Linked DNA regions of Mus musculus: region 2 is linked to region 1. Evidence: chromatin contacts called from public promoter capture Hi-C data. All regions are on one chromosome and are shown on one strand. Each heading gives the region's core, a stretch centred on a gene start, on an enhancer-like site or on the middle of the called end of the contact. The rest is flanking DNA. Distances are from core to core; before and after follow the strand shown.

Region 1 (5,571 bases), core at 1,777-4,276:
CCTCCATGCAGGGTTAGGGAGGCTCTGCACCCGGAGAACTGCTTCGTCAGGATCATGCAAATCACAGCACTGTATTTTCTCTACGTTTTCATAGCATCCACCTGTTCCTTGTTAAATGTCAGAAATGGGCCTGGAGCTTGGAGGAGGCCTCAGGTAGAGTTATTAGGTCCAGCCCGCCTCCCCTCAGTGGTTGATCAGGGTGCAAAGAGCTAGGAGTCTGCAGCGCCAAGGCCCTATCTATTTCTTTCTTCAGAAGAAAACCTGGTGCCTGAGGGACCGGTCTCTTTGAGCCAAGGGGGCATCGAAATGACTTGCATTTTGTAGAAATTCACAGAATGTAAACGTTTACATGGCCCATATCATTCCGTGAAATATGCCTGGCAGAAGAGATTTGCTCTGATATTGCCTATTTTTTTCTTAACACATTATATTTTATAAAACCTGCAACTCCTCCTAGGTGACATTAGATGGATGCTACACAAGAATGCACCGGGCAATACTAGGTTGGTTTGCTTACATTTGTTTTATTTTAGCTGTGTTCACCTCAATAAGTATTTGTTGAGGTCTCAACATGTGCTAAGAACCTACACTAAATTTGGGGTGGTCCAAAGGAGAACACAAAGAGGCCTATCAGTTCTCTTCTTACTTATTAAATATGTGTTTTCAATTGCTCATTGGATATGTGTATTTTTCTGTCACCGTAGTTTTCACTCCAGATAACCTCTCTACATTCTTTCCCTGACAGCATTCTTTGAGTGTTCCACCCAGAAACAACCACATTACTTCAGAGGACTGTCTTGTAAAAAAACATACTCCGTTCGGATGCTTTTGATCTGCCTTTCAGCAGATTACAATTCGGTGATGGATTTAACAGTATTGGGTCATCATATTTGCTTCAGGATGGCTTTCTCCATAGGTAGTGACCTCCTCCTCCTGTCACTGTCGGCATTAACGACTTGAGTTTGCCCATAATATTTTAGGGAATGCCATTTCCCGCAGTTGTCATGTGGTATATATCTGACTCTCTTTACTCACCCAGACATTAGCTGTGGCAGGCGACTCACCACTGCAACAGGTAACTGAATATCACACACACACACACACACACACACACACACACATACTTACTTTACATTTGTGTTGTAAAATGGTCAAGACTCTGCTTGTGGCCAGATTTCCTATCTCAAGTCTAGCAATTCATTTGAATAATCAGCAAAATAGTCCATCTCTTTTCAGGCTCTAAACTTGATTTACAAGATTGACGTTTCTTAAAACTCAAATAGAGTTGGGCTGCAAGTGTGCGGCCAGAGGGGCCTGAATCATACACACATGGGATAATGAAATATGCTTAGATTTTATTAGCAGGTAATTTATGCTCAGAATCTGGAAACAGTAATAGAATTAAATAAACAACTGGGAAAGAGAACCAAATAAGTCAAGAGGTAAAATTATTTGGCTAAACTTAGAATGCAAAACAACTCAATGCATTAAAAAAAATTGAACTTGGCCATTGATTTGTTGAAAGAGAAGAGAGAGAAAGAACCACATACTAGAACTATTTGGAGAGGGAAGACAACCAGAATATTTTAGCCATAATAACCATCATCAGGACAAAAGACTGGTGTGTGTGTGTGTGTGTGTGTGTGTGTGTTATTGTCAGGAATCTTAAGTGCATTTAGTTCAGAGTCTGTGCACACATAAGATCTTTCTTTCTTTCTTTCTTTCTTTCTTTACTTTTATTTTTTTAGACAGGGTTTCTCTGTGTAGCCCTGGCTGTCCTGGAACTCACTCTGTAGACCAGGCTGGCCTCGAACTCAGAAATCCACCTGCCTCTGCATCCCAAGTGCTGGCTGCGCCACCACTGCCCGGCAAGATCATTTTTCTTTTCTTTTCTTTTCTTTTTTTTTAAAAATGTACCTTGAAAGTTAAGTAGTTTAAAACTAGAGACAACTTCCTACTTCATGCAACAATTTCAAAATAAAAGGGATTGTCTCAAAAAGATGGGACAGAGAAAAAGAAGTTGTATCCAAGGATTAATTAGAAACTCAGTAACATTTTGCATGTCAGTATGCTACTATGTTGTTTGTTAAGTACTGCTTTTCTCTCACAGAACCAAAACAACCTTTTGATTCTCATATTTTTTAGAGGATTCTAGAAACAGAAAGTGCAGCAAACTGAGCCTGCAACTTCCATGATAATGCAGAGGAAGGTGGGAGAGGGAGGACAGTCACAATGCTAGGTCCTATGATGAACATTCCTAAGAGATTCTGGCTGATCGTTAAAGATTGGAAATATTTGTGTCCTGCTCTGTTCACCCTTATGGGTGTGGTACTCTTCTAAAGCAAGGAGTAGTTTGACTGAGTGTGTATTCCCAGAGCTGCTTAAGAGGCCTGACATTCAGGTGCTTGAAAACTGTGGAGAGATGAAACGATAAAAATGAGATCACTAGAACTCAAGGGAAATGAGTCTCTAGTTCACAAATTGATAACCCAGCAAAATAAAAGCAAATAGTACCTTTGACTAGAAATTATTCTTCAGTATGACTAGTCTGGATTAAGTCCAGGGGTATGTGCACGGCTAGAAAGAAAATATTAATTTATATCTATAGTAGTTATCAACCAAAATGAAATTCTGTGTCTGAGAGATAGAGGAGAAGGATGTCACAAGAGCTAGATAAAATCTCTTTTCTGCCTTCTAGTCTGTGGATGTTCAGGCAAGCAGCTCCAGGGAGACTACAACTCCCAGCATGCAGCATACAATTGTGGGCGGGCGTGAACGCCTTCATGACCTGAGCATACTTGGGAGTTGTAGTTTTCCCTCCGCAGCTCCAGAGATGTAACCTCGGCGTGGAGGTACTAAGAGACCCGGTGAACGGGGGGGGGGGGGGAAACGCGGCTTCCCTTTGAGCCGGAACAGGATGACTGCGGAAAATGAGGCAAGCAGTAAATCAGACCAATCAGCTGCCGAGATCGAGCCGTTGGCGTTCAAAATCAGCCAATGATAGGCCTGCTCCGGAGCTTCCTCTCCGCCTTCTCCGCTTTGCCTGCGAGTGCTCGGAGGGAAGCGGATCGGTAGTGGCCGGTGCAGAAACGTTGCTTAGGCGGACAGGAGGTAGAGGTTCGGGCGAGGGCGGGCGGAGCGGGATCTGTGGCCCGTGGCCGGCGCATCGATGCACAGAGGGATCCGGTCGAGGTCCATTGTGTTTTATATGGGGATCTGCGGGCAAGGAAGGAGGCCAGGCCGGGTGGAGCTCGGCGGAAGCGGGATGGCGGCCGGCCTGGATCAAGGGGGACTCGCGCAGGCGCAGGCCGTGGCCGGCCTCTGTTGCTCCGGTTAGGAACTCAGACTTAGCGTTTTGTTCTACAGATGACCGGTTCGAACGAATTCAAGCTGAACCAGCCACCCGAGGATGGCATCTCCTCGGTTAAGTTCAGCCCCAACACATCCCAGTTCCTCCTGGTCTCCTCCTGGGATACGTCTGTGCGCCTCTACGATGTGCCCGCCAATTCCATGAGGCTCAAGTACCAGCACACTGGTGCTGTCCTGGACTGCGCCTTCTACGTAGGTGGATTCAGTTTCTGCTCCTGTCCCCTTAATACTGAGATGTCCTAGGCCTTGCCAGTAGCATCTCATACACGGTTCGAGAATTCTGATAGTTCATAACTACTCGGGAATTCTTCCCTTTAGCCTGGCATCAAGCCTACTACAATGGTTTGTGTTCTTATTTCTTCTCTCGTGGCAATTTCAATCTCCATTTGTAAATTCAGACTTGAGTAAACTTTCTGGACATAGATAATTGAAGTTAGCAGCAAGACTGATTTTTAGCTATCCTTTGAAAAGTAATGAATGTTGTCTAATTTAGCCTTAACTCCTGGTGTCCACCTTGTATTTGCTTCCTTGTGGAGATCACTAACTTGCATTTTTGTTTGCTTCTTAGTTTCTGTCACACTGGACATAACACTTGGCTGTAGAAATAGCAATGTTGAAAATGCTTGCTAAAGCTTTGTAACTTTGAATTGGCTCCAAATGTAAGAGTGGGGTGGGAGGATGTGGTGGCCACAACTTTAATCCCAGAGGCAGAGGCAGGAAGAGCTCTTGAGTTTTGAGGCCAACCAGGGCTACATAGTGTCTTCCAAAAAAAAAAAAAAAAAAGTAAGAAAGAAAAAAAATCAAACCCAAATTTTGCTTTGTAGGATCCAACGCATGCCTGGAGTGGTGGATTAGATCATCAACTGAAAATGCACGATTTGAACACTGATCAAGGTATTAATATAGCTACATTTTACCAGTTTTTCTTTACTAGTGTATTTGTGTAGAAATGCTTATTTAAGAAGAGTAGGTGTTTTCAGTACTTATGTGAAGGCGGAACACGGCTTTGATAATAGACTTTTAAAATTGGATTAAGTTACCACAAATGGAACCTGAATTTTGCAGTAAAGCCCCTTCTGAGCACTGTCTTTTTTTTTTTTTTTTTTAAGATTTATTTATTTAATTTATAAGAGTACACTATAGCTATCTTCAGACACATAACAAGAGAGCATTGGATCTCATTACAGATAGATGGTTGTGAGCCACCATGTGGTTGCTGGGAATTGAACTCAGGACCTCTGGAAGAGCAAACAGCCAGTGCTCTTAACTGCTGAGCCATCTCTCCAGCCCCTGAGCACTGTCTTAAGTGTCTAGTGGAAGCATCATTTAAGCATTTGACTGTCACTATTAGAAGTCTTAAGCAGCGGACTGGACTCAGGGTCCGGTTTGTCAGGATTTCTTTGGACAGTTTGATATTTTAGGTTGGTCTTTTCACAGGCTAAAAAAAAAAGTACATTTTAAAAATGGAGCACGGTAGCCCCGTCATATTTATCTTAGTGATGCCTTTGCGTTCTTAGCAGGAGAATGTATTTCAGTTGGCTGTGTAAAAACATTTCTTAAGAGGTTTATGATTTCACTGTGGCAGGATTTGGAATGGAACCCAAGACGTGCAAAGCGCTCTGAGCTTTGTTTGCCTGCCCTGTATTGGATGTAGGTATACTGGAAAGCGATGGTGGGGGTGTAGACATGTGGCTACCTAGAGGCCAGCTTGAGCAATCCGAGTGGACTGAGAAGCACATCTGAGCCAGGTGTGATGCTGCTCCTGGAATCCCAGCACTTGGGAAGGGGAGGCGGGCGGATAAGAAATTCAAGGCCAGCCTCGGCTATATAGATAGTTTGAGGCCAGCCTAGACTACTAAGACTCTGTTTCCAGGAGAAAAGGAATGATTTTTCATTGGAAGAGGCCTCTGTCCAAAAGTGACTTTGTGTGTTTAATATGCACATGCGAGGAGAGCACTCTGCCTGAGCTACATTCCTGATCCTGGTCCTGGTCCTCTTCCTTTTTTTTTGTCTGTCACATGGGCTTTGGCACACAGTAGATATTTAGTAGATGTTTACTGAATGAACAAATGAGATACTGTGAAAGTTGAAATTGACAGGAAGGAAATTATGTAGCAGAAATTGGACCCTACCATGAGAAGCAAGTGAGTTAATTGAAAGACTCCCCTCAGCCTTCAAATCCTGTAACCATTTCATACTAGC
Region 2 (5,950 bases), core at 2,211-4,710, about 12 Mb after region 1:
TGCTGGTCAAGGCTCTGACCTCTTCTTTCCCCTAGTTCTTCACCTGCCTTGTGATCCTGTTTGCCTGTGAGGTGGCTGCAGGCATCTGGGGCTTCGTAAACAAAGACCAGGTAAGCCTAGGTTCACCGAGTGGGAGATATGCCCTCTGCCCTCCAACAGATGTGGGTTGCTCTGAGCCCATAGTTATAGGGTGCTTTTTGAATTTCTTGGACCTGCTGCTTGGGTGGGGGCAGGGTCTTGGGAGCTCAGTGGAAGAGGTGGCATCAGGCTGAGCCCATCGGGAAGTTGAGTGCTCTTGGGCGTAGCCCCGACACTGTATGTGACTATGATTCTCCCCCAGATCGCCAAGGATGTGAAGCAGTTCTATGACCAGGCCCTTCAGCAAGCTGTGATGGATGATGATGCCAACAATGCCAAGGCTGTGGTGAAGACTTTCCATGAGACGGTATAGCTAGGCTCAAGCAGGAGGGGAGGCTGTGGGGTTCCTAGTGTGTGAGGGCATGGGTCTCCTTTCTTTCCAACACAACAGGGCCTAGGAAAGGGTCTCCTCTATGATTTGTGGGTCCTCAGGTAGGAATCTAATGGGCCTCATTTTCCCAGGGGTTTGAAGGAACAGGGCTCCTGTGCAGGGTGACAAACAGGGCAGAAGGACAACTCCCAAGTGTATTTTGGGGTGACGGTGTGCTGTGTGCCTGATCTTTCCCTTGTCTCCTGAAGCTCCAAAGCTGACAGTGTTGTTCTTGGTCCCTGCAGCTCAACTGTTGTGGCTCCAACGCACTGACCACACTGACTACCACCATACTGAGGAACAGCCTGTGTCCCTCAGGCGGCAACATACTCACCCCCTTACTGCAGGTAGCATGGAGTGGGGATGAGGTGGTGGTGGTGGTCGGTAGGGTGGTGTGGCCAATCAGGAAGATCAGCACTTTGAGCAAGACCTCAGAAGTCCCATAGACCATCTCTATTACTGGGGTACCGGGTCCTCACAGCTTGAGTTAACCCCTGCAACATCCCAGAAAACTGTTCTCTTGAGTGGTCCCTCATACCCTGGTGACCCTAGGGTGCTAGTGAGGTAAAAAAACACTCCCCTGTGACAAAAGGCTGCAGGCAGCAGGTCCGTGTGTCTTAAATTTGTTTTGGGGTGGAAGATAAGCTGTGATACATAGGTCCTGTCACTGAGTAGGGTGGTGGCTGTGACTTAGCCACTGATGGTTAACCACGCTCTTGCCATCCCTGCAGCAAGATTGTCATCAGAAAATCGATGAGCTCTTCTCTGGGAAGCTGTACCTCATTGGAATTGCAGCCATTGTGGTAGCTGTCATTATGGTAAGCACAGGGTCTCTGGTGGGTGGGTGGGATCCTTCCCAGGGCCTTAGGTGCTGACTATGCCCCTCCCTCCTGCAGATCTTTGAGATGATTCTGAGCATGGTGCTGTGCTGTGGCATCCGGAACAGCTCCGTGTACTGAGGCCCTTTGCATTGCACCAGAGGATCCCTGGAGTGACCAGAGGCCACCTTGGGGGACATGGCCTGTGTATATAATATTTCTGTATCACTCTGCTACACTTAGTCTTTTTACTTTTGAGTTTTTTGTTTTGTTTTGTTTTGTTTTTGTTTTAGTTTTTTTTTTTGTCCTGAACTTTTCCTGTTACCTTTTGGGAGCTGACATCACACATGGGTGGCATATGTGGGATGTAGGGGTGGAGCTGGCCCTGGCTTGCAGGGCCCTGTACGTCTGGGACCCCTGGAGAGTTCTGCCTGCTGAGCCAAACCTCCTCTACAGCTACTTGCCCAGAGGCTTTGTAGCCTAGCTAGAGGGCCATGCCCACCCACTCAACCCACTGTGGGTCACATTGCTCACATCTTTTTAATCTTTGTTCCTTTCCTGCCTCCATTTCAAGAGCTGGGTTTGTAAGCCCTCTTATGCCTTCAATGCACTTATTCTTTCTAACGTGTCACCTTCAACTGTAATTAAATCTTGAAACAGTCATTTAATAAAGGAGGAAAAAAATCAGGCATGCTAATGGGACTGCCAGACCTCTTCCTGTGCTAGCGGTGTCAGAGACCTGGCTCATCAGCTCTGAACTTTGCCAGGCACAGGGTGAGCAGGTCCAATAGAGGCTGTGGAACACAGTGGGTGGGGAGGGCTGGGACCCTGGGAGCACTCCATATGGGTCCTCCCTCATTTGTACCTCCTTATACTGGGAGCTCAATGCTGACTTTACGCCAGCCTTGACCTCATTTCCACTCATCTGTTGGACATGACAGGTCAGGCTGAGTCGGGTAGGAGGAGCCACCTAAGCAGGGAAATTCAGCACAGAATGATGGAGATAAGCTGCAAGAACACCCTCCTTTTCAGGGACAAGACAGTAAAGGTTAGCCCATTACCCCATCCATCTCAAGAAAAGATTCCACGGAGCTGGGTGGCTCTGGCTTGTGTCTCAATAAGTAAAAGGCAAGATGGCAGTTCACTTACCCCTGTGAACTGAGGATCAGGCTAAGCAACCTCCCGGACGCCAGGGGCAACCACCACTGTCTCTTTCCCTTTGTCTCCTGTCTGCGCCCCTCCCCCAGGCTGCTGGCATAGTTAATTGGCCACTAGAGGAGAGACGCCCTAGCCAAGATTCATGGCCCAGCTTCTAGCAGCCTCCCAGTAGGCTTATTTGTCGGTGAACCCCAAGCTTGTACTAGGACATTCTAGGTCTCCGCCACCTCTACCTCCCACGCCTATGCAACCTGTTCCGTGCTTGGTTGGTTTCTGGTCTGAGGAGCCCTTTATATCCTATGTTATGAGGTCCATGGGCACCAGGCCAAAGCTGTTGGAGGCCTGCTGCACAGCTTCAGAAACATAGGAAAGGAGAGGCGCATGCAGCAGCCCCATGGTGTCTCAGACTCTGATCCCTAAGGATACAAGAAAACAGCCCCACGCCTGGAGGAGGATTATGTGTGGCCTTGACTAGTAGGGGCGGCGTCCTGCAACTAAAGTGTCCGTTCCTGCGTCAGGAAGCACAGACAGGCAGAGCCCAGGATAGCGGCTTCGAATCTCTGAAGCCCCAACCAACCCACCCCAGGGACCACTACGTCTCTTCATGCCAAGAGCCAACCAGGACCTTGGCCCCGCCTCACTCCAGAAAGCCAACAAAGCACAAGACCCACACCACTTCCGCCCAGGGCCGGAAATGTCTAGGAAACTGGTTGGCGCTCACAGTGCGTGGTGACGCACTTCCTCCTTGTGTCGGACCCGGCCGGGACGGCTTCCGACAGGCGAAGCTGCAGGCCTCAACCCTTTGCGATTGGCAGTTAGCCCTGGAGTATTGTGGGAACCGTGGCTCCGCCTTTTCCTTTTTCGTCATTTCTGGGTGGGTTTCCGTGTGCGCTCCGGGTTGGCACGCTTGTTAAGGTTACAAGTCCCGGCTGACATTAGGCGGGAACCCATTGCCTTCTGGGAGTTGTAGTTTCTCGGGCGCTGAAGCCACGAAAATCTGATCGCCCGAGACTCGGTTTCCCAGGAACCCGAGCGAGACTGGACAGGACCGAATCCCGGGGAACTGGCGGGACGCTGCGAGAAAGGCGGCAGGGTATTGAGGCGTGTACGGACGCTGGAACGGTGAGCACTGGCCTCCCTAAGGCCGCGGCCAGGGCATTCCCGTGCCTGTTTCTGCCAGCCCTTCGTCCGGACCCGGGTGGCGCTTGTACCTAGAGAGGCTGCGCTTTACTGAGAGCCCGTGATGGGACAAGCAGCTGATGGAGATCTCCTGTCACCAGCATCTCCCAGTGCTCATCTATTGTATGTCCACACTGTTATGATCTCATGGTTGACTCTCTCCTTAACCCCACCTAACCTGCAGCTCCTGTATCTGTGCGCGCTAGGATACCCTTTAACCACCCAGCTTCGCGAGGCCTCCCGTCCGGCTGTGAGTAGAGGCACTTGACACATAGTGGAGGTGAAAGACGGGAGCCTGGGAGGACGGGGAGGGATGAGGCCTTAAATACACCCCTCACGGCGGAACTGGGACTGCTTCGCTACAGGTGGGACGGGTGTCAGGTCGTATGGCGGAGACAGAGGCTGGCCTGGAGGCTGATGAACCCACCGAGGATGACACCCTGCCTTCTGACACCGTCTCCCTCAGCGACTCGGACTCGGACCTTAGCTTACCTAGTGGTGTGGAGGTCCAAGTGTTGTCCCCAGAGAGGCTTTCGGAGGAGGGCCAGGAGGACTCCGGCCCTGAGGACCCTCCATCGCCCCCCACGGGCACCCTCACCACTGCAGTGCAGCCATTCCACCTCCGAGGCATGAGTTCTACCTTCTCCCAGCGCAGCCACAGCATCTTTGATTGTCTGGAGAGTGCAGCCCGGCAGGCACCGTGCTCTGCTCCCCAAACCAGTGTGAGTGACAATGGCAGCTTCAGGCGGCCCGTGACTCCCCCAAGTCAGACTCCAGCAAGGGGCCTGAGCAGAGTGCATGGGAACACTGGCCCGACTAGGGTACTCCCAGTCCCTGACTATGTGTCACACCCTGAGCGTTGGACCAAATACAGTCTGGAGGATGTGTCTGAAGCCAGTGAGCAGAGCAATCGTGATGCTGCCCTGGCCTTCCTGAGCTCTCGAAGCCAGGTGTCCCACACAGACTATGTGCCTTCTTTCAACCAGGACCCCTCTAGCTGTGGGGAGGGAAGAGTGGTCTTCACCAAACCAGTGAGGGACAGTGAGGCTAGGGCTGAGAGGAAGAGGGTCCTAAAGAAGGGGGTTGGGTCAGGTGCGGGGGGTGAGGCCGCTGTGGAGCTAGCCCATCTCGCTGGACCTGAGGCTGAGGAATGGAGTGGCCACCAGGGACAGCCAGAGGTGGTGGTACCTTCAGAAGCTGCCCATCCTGAGTCCTCATCAGGCCCCATAGGTGTGAAGGCTGTTGGTTTCCATGGCAGCAAGAAGCGGAGCAGAGACCACTTCCGGAACAGGGACGGTAACCCTGGGGGGCCGGGGTCTGAGAGAGGACCCTCAGTTTGACTGCAGTGCTATCACTCTACCCCTCACCTGCTAGTCCAAGTGGGAAGGTGTGGGCTGTCTGTGGTAGGGGGATGTGTGCAGCCGCTCTGGCAGAGACTGTGGGAATTGTGGGTCAGGGGACCTCGAAGGCCTTTGTGCCCCAGTGTTTAGGATGAATAATAAACGTTTGGAATATTTCTTGAATTGTGTGGCTTTTTCCGGGCCCCACTCAAAGAGTTCTGTCCAAACAGTCCTGGGCAGCCAACTACAGGACTGCATCTCTGGCAGCCTCACCTTGCCTTCCCCACTCCAGTGAGGACTGCCGTGAAGGTTTGCCATGGTCATTTACATTTGTCACTGATGAAACTACCCAGAGGGACTGGGCTCTTAGCTGTGTTCAGCCTTGTGCCCCTGATGGTAGTGAATGAGCATAATCTGCACAACCCACCCCCACCCCCACCCCCAGAAACCAATGCAGCCCCAGCACTGGGCCTGTACAGACCACAGGTTATAGGAAGAGGATGAGTTGTGAAGCAGCATATGGTTGGTGTCTGGCTGTGTCTCCAGGACTTGTGTGTGTAAGACACAGCTGATGCTGGGTCATTCCACTGAAGCTGAGCCAGAGAAGAAGAGAAGGATGCAGGGAGGATGCATGAGCGAATGTTTCCTGTGGAGGCCAGGGACTTGGACCAAGTTAGCTAGACCTGCTAAGACCCAGGTCTGCCCCAGCCTCTGTAGTCCCCATTCTCTGAGTTCCTCTAAAAAGGACCTGGATGGTCATTTAATTTGAGGAGCAGTGGAAGGAACGGAGATGCCTTTCACTAGGTCAGACAATCCTCCATATTCCCCGGGTGTTTGAAATGTCCCGTTTAGCCACCATTGTGGCCCAGTTTAGCTGATTTGAGGTGGTCTACAGGCTTTATAGAAAGTAAAGTAGCATTGGGTACCCTTGAGCAATATCTTGGGGT

Evidence for each region. Promoter capture Hi-C pulls out the DNA fragments that hold promoters and counts their contacts.
Region 2: a promoter capture Hi-C map of pre-B cells shows a contact between it and region 1, with 4 times the contacts expected there. The contact joins the promoter of Tssc4 here to the promoter of Bub3 in region 1.

What each region holds. Positions count from the first base shown.
Region 1 is chr7:131,557,344-131,562,914 of GRCm38.p6, forward strand. It overlaps Bub3 (BUB3 mitotic checkpoint protein), which reads left to right and starts at 3,027. Exons shown (of 8, transcript NM_009774.4): 1 at 3,027-3,111; 2 at 3,367-3,561; 3 at 4,194-4,263. The coding sequence starts at 3,367. It overlaps Hmx2 (H6 homeobox 2), which reads left to right. Exons shown (of 2, transcript NM_145998.4): 2 at 1-671.
Region 2 is chr7:143,065,908-143,071,857 of GRCm38.p6, forward strand. Tssc4 (tumor-suppressing subchromosomal transferable fragment 4) reads left to right here and starts at 3,461. Exons shown (of 3, transcript NM_020285.2): 1 at 3,461-3,606; 2 at 3,848-3,943; 3 at 4,029-5,180. The coding sequence starts at 4,050. The coding sequence ends at 5,003. Cd81 (CD81 antigen) reads left to right here. Exons shown (of 8, transcript NM_133655.2): 4 at 36-110; 5 at 341-445; 6 at 754-855; 7 at 1,240-1,326; 8 at 1,405-2,023. The coding sequence ends at 1,467. Trpm5 (transient receptor potential cation channel, subfamily M, member 5) reads right to left here. Exons shown (of 25, transcript NM_020277.2): 25 at 5,622-5,950.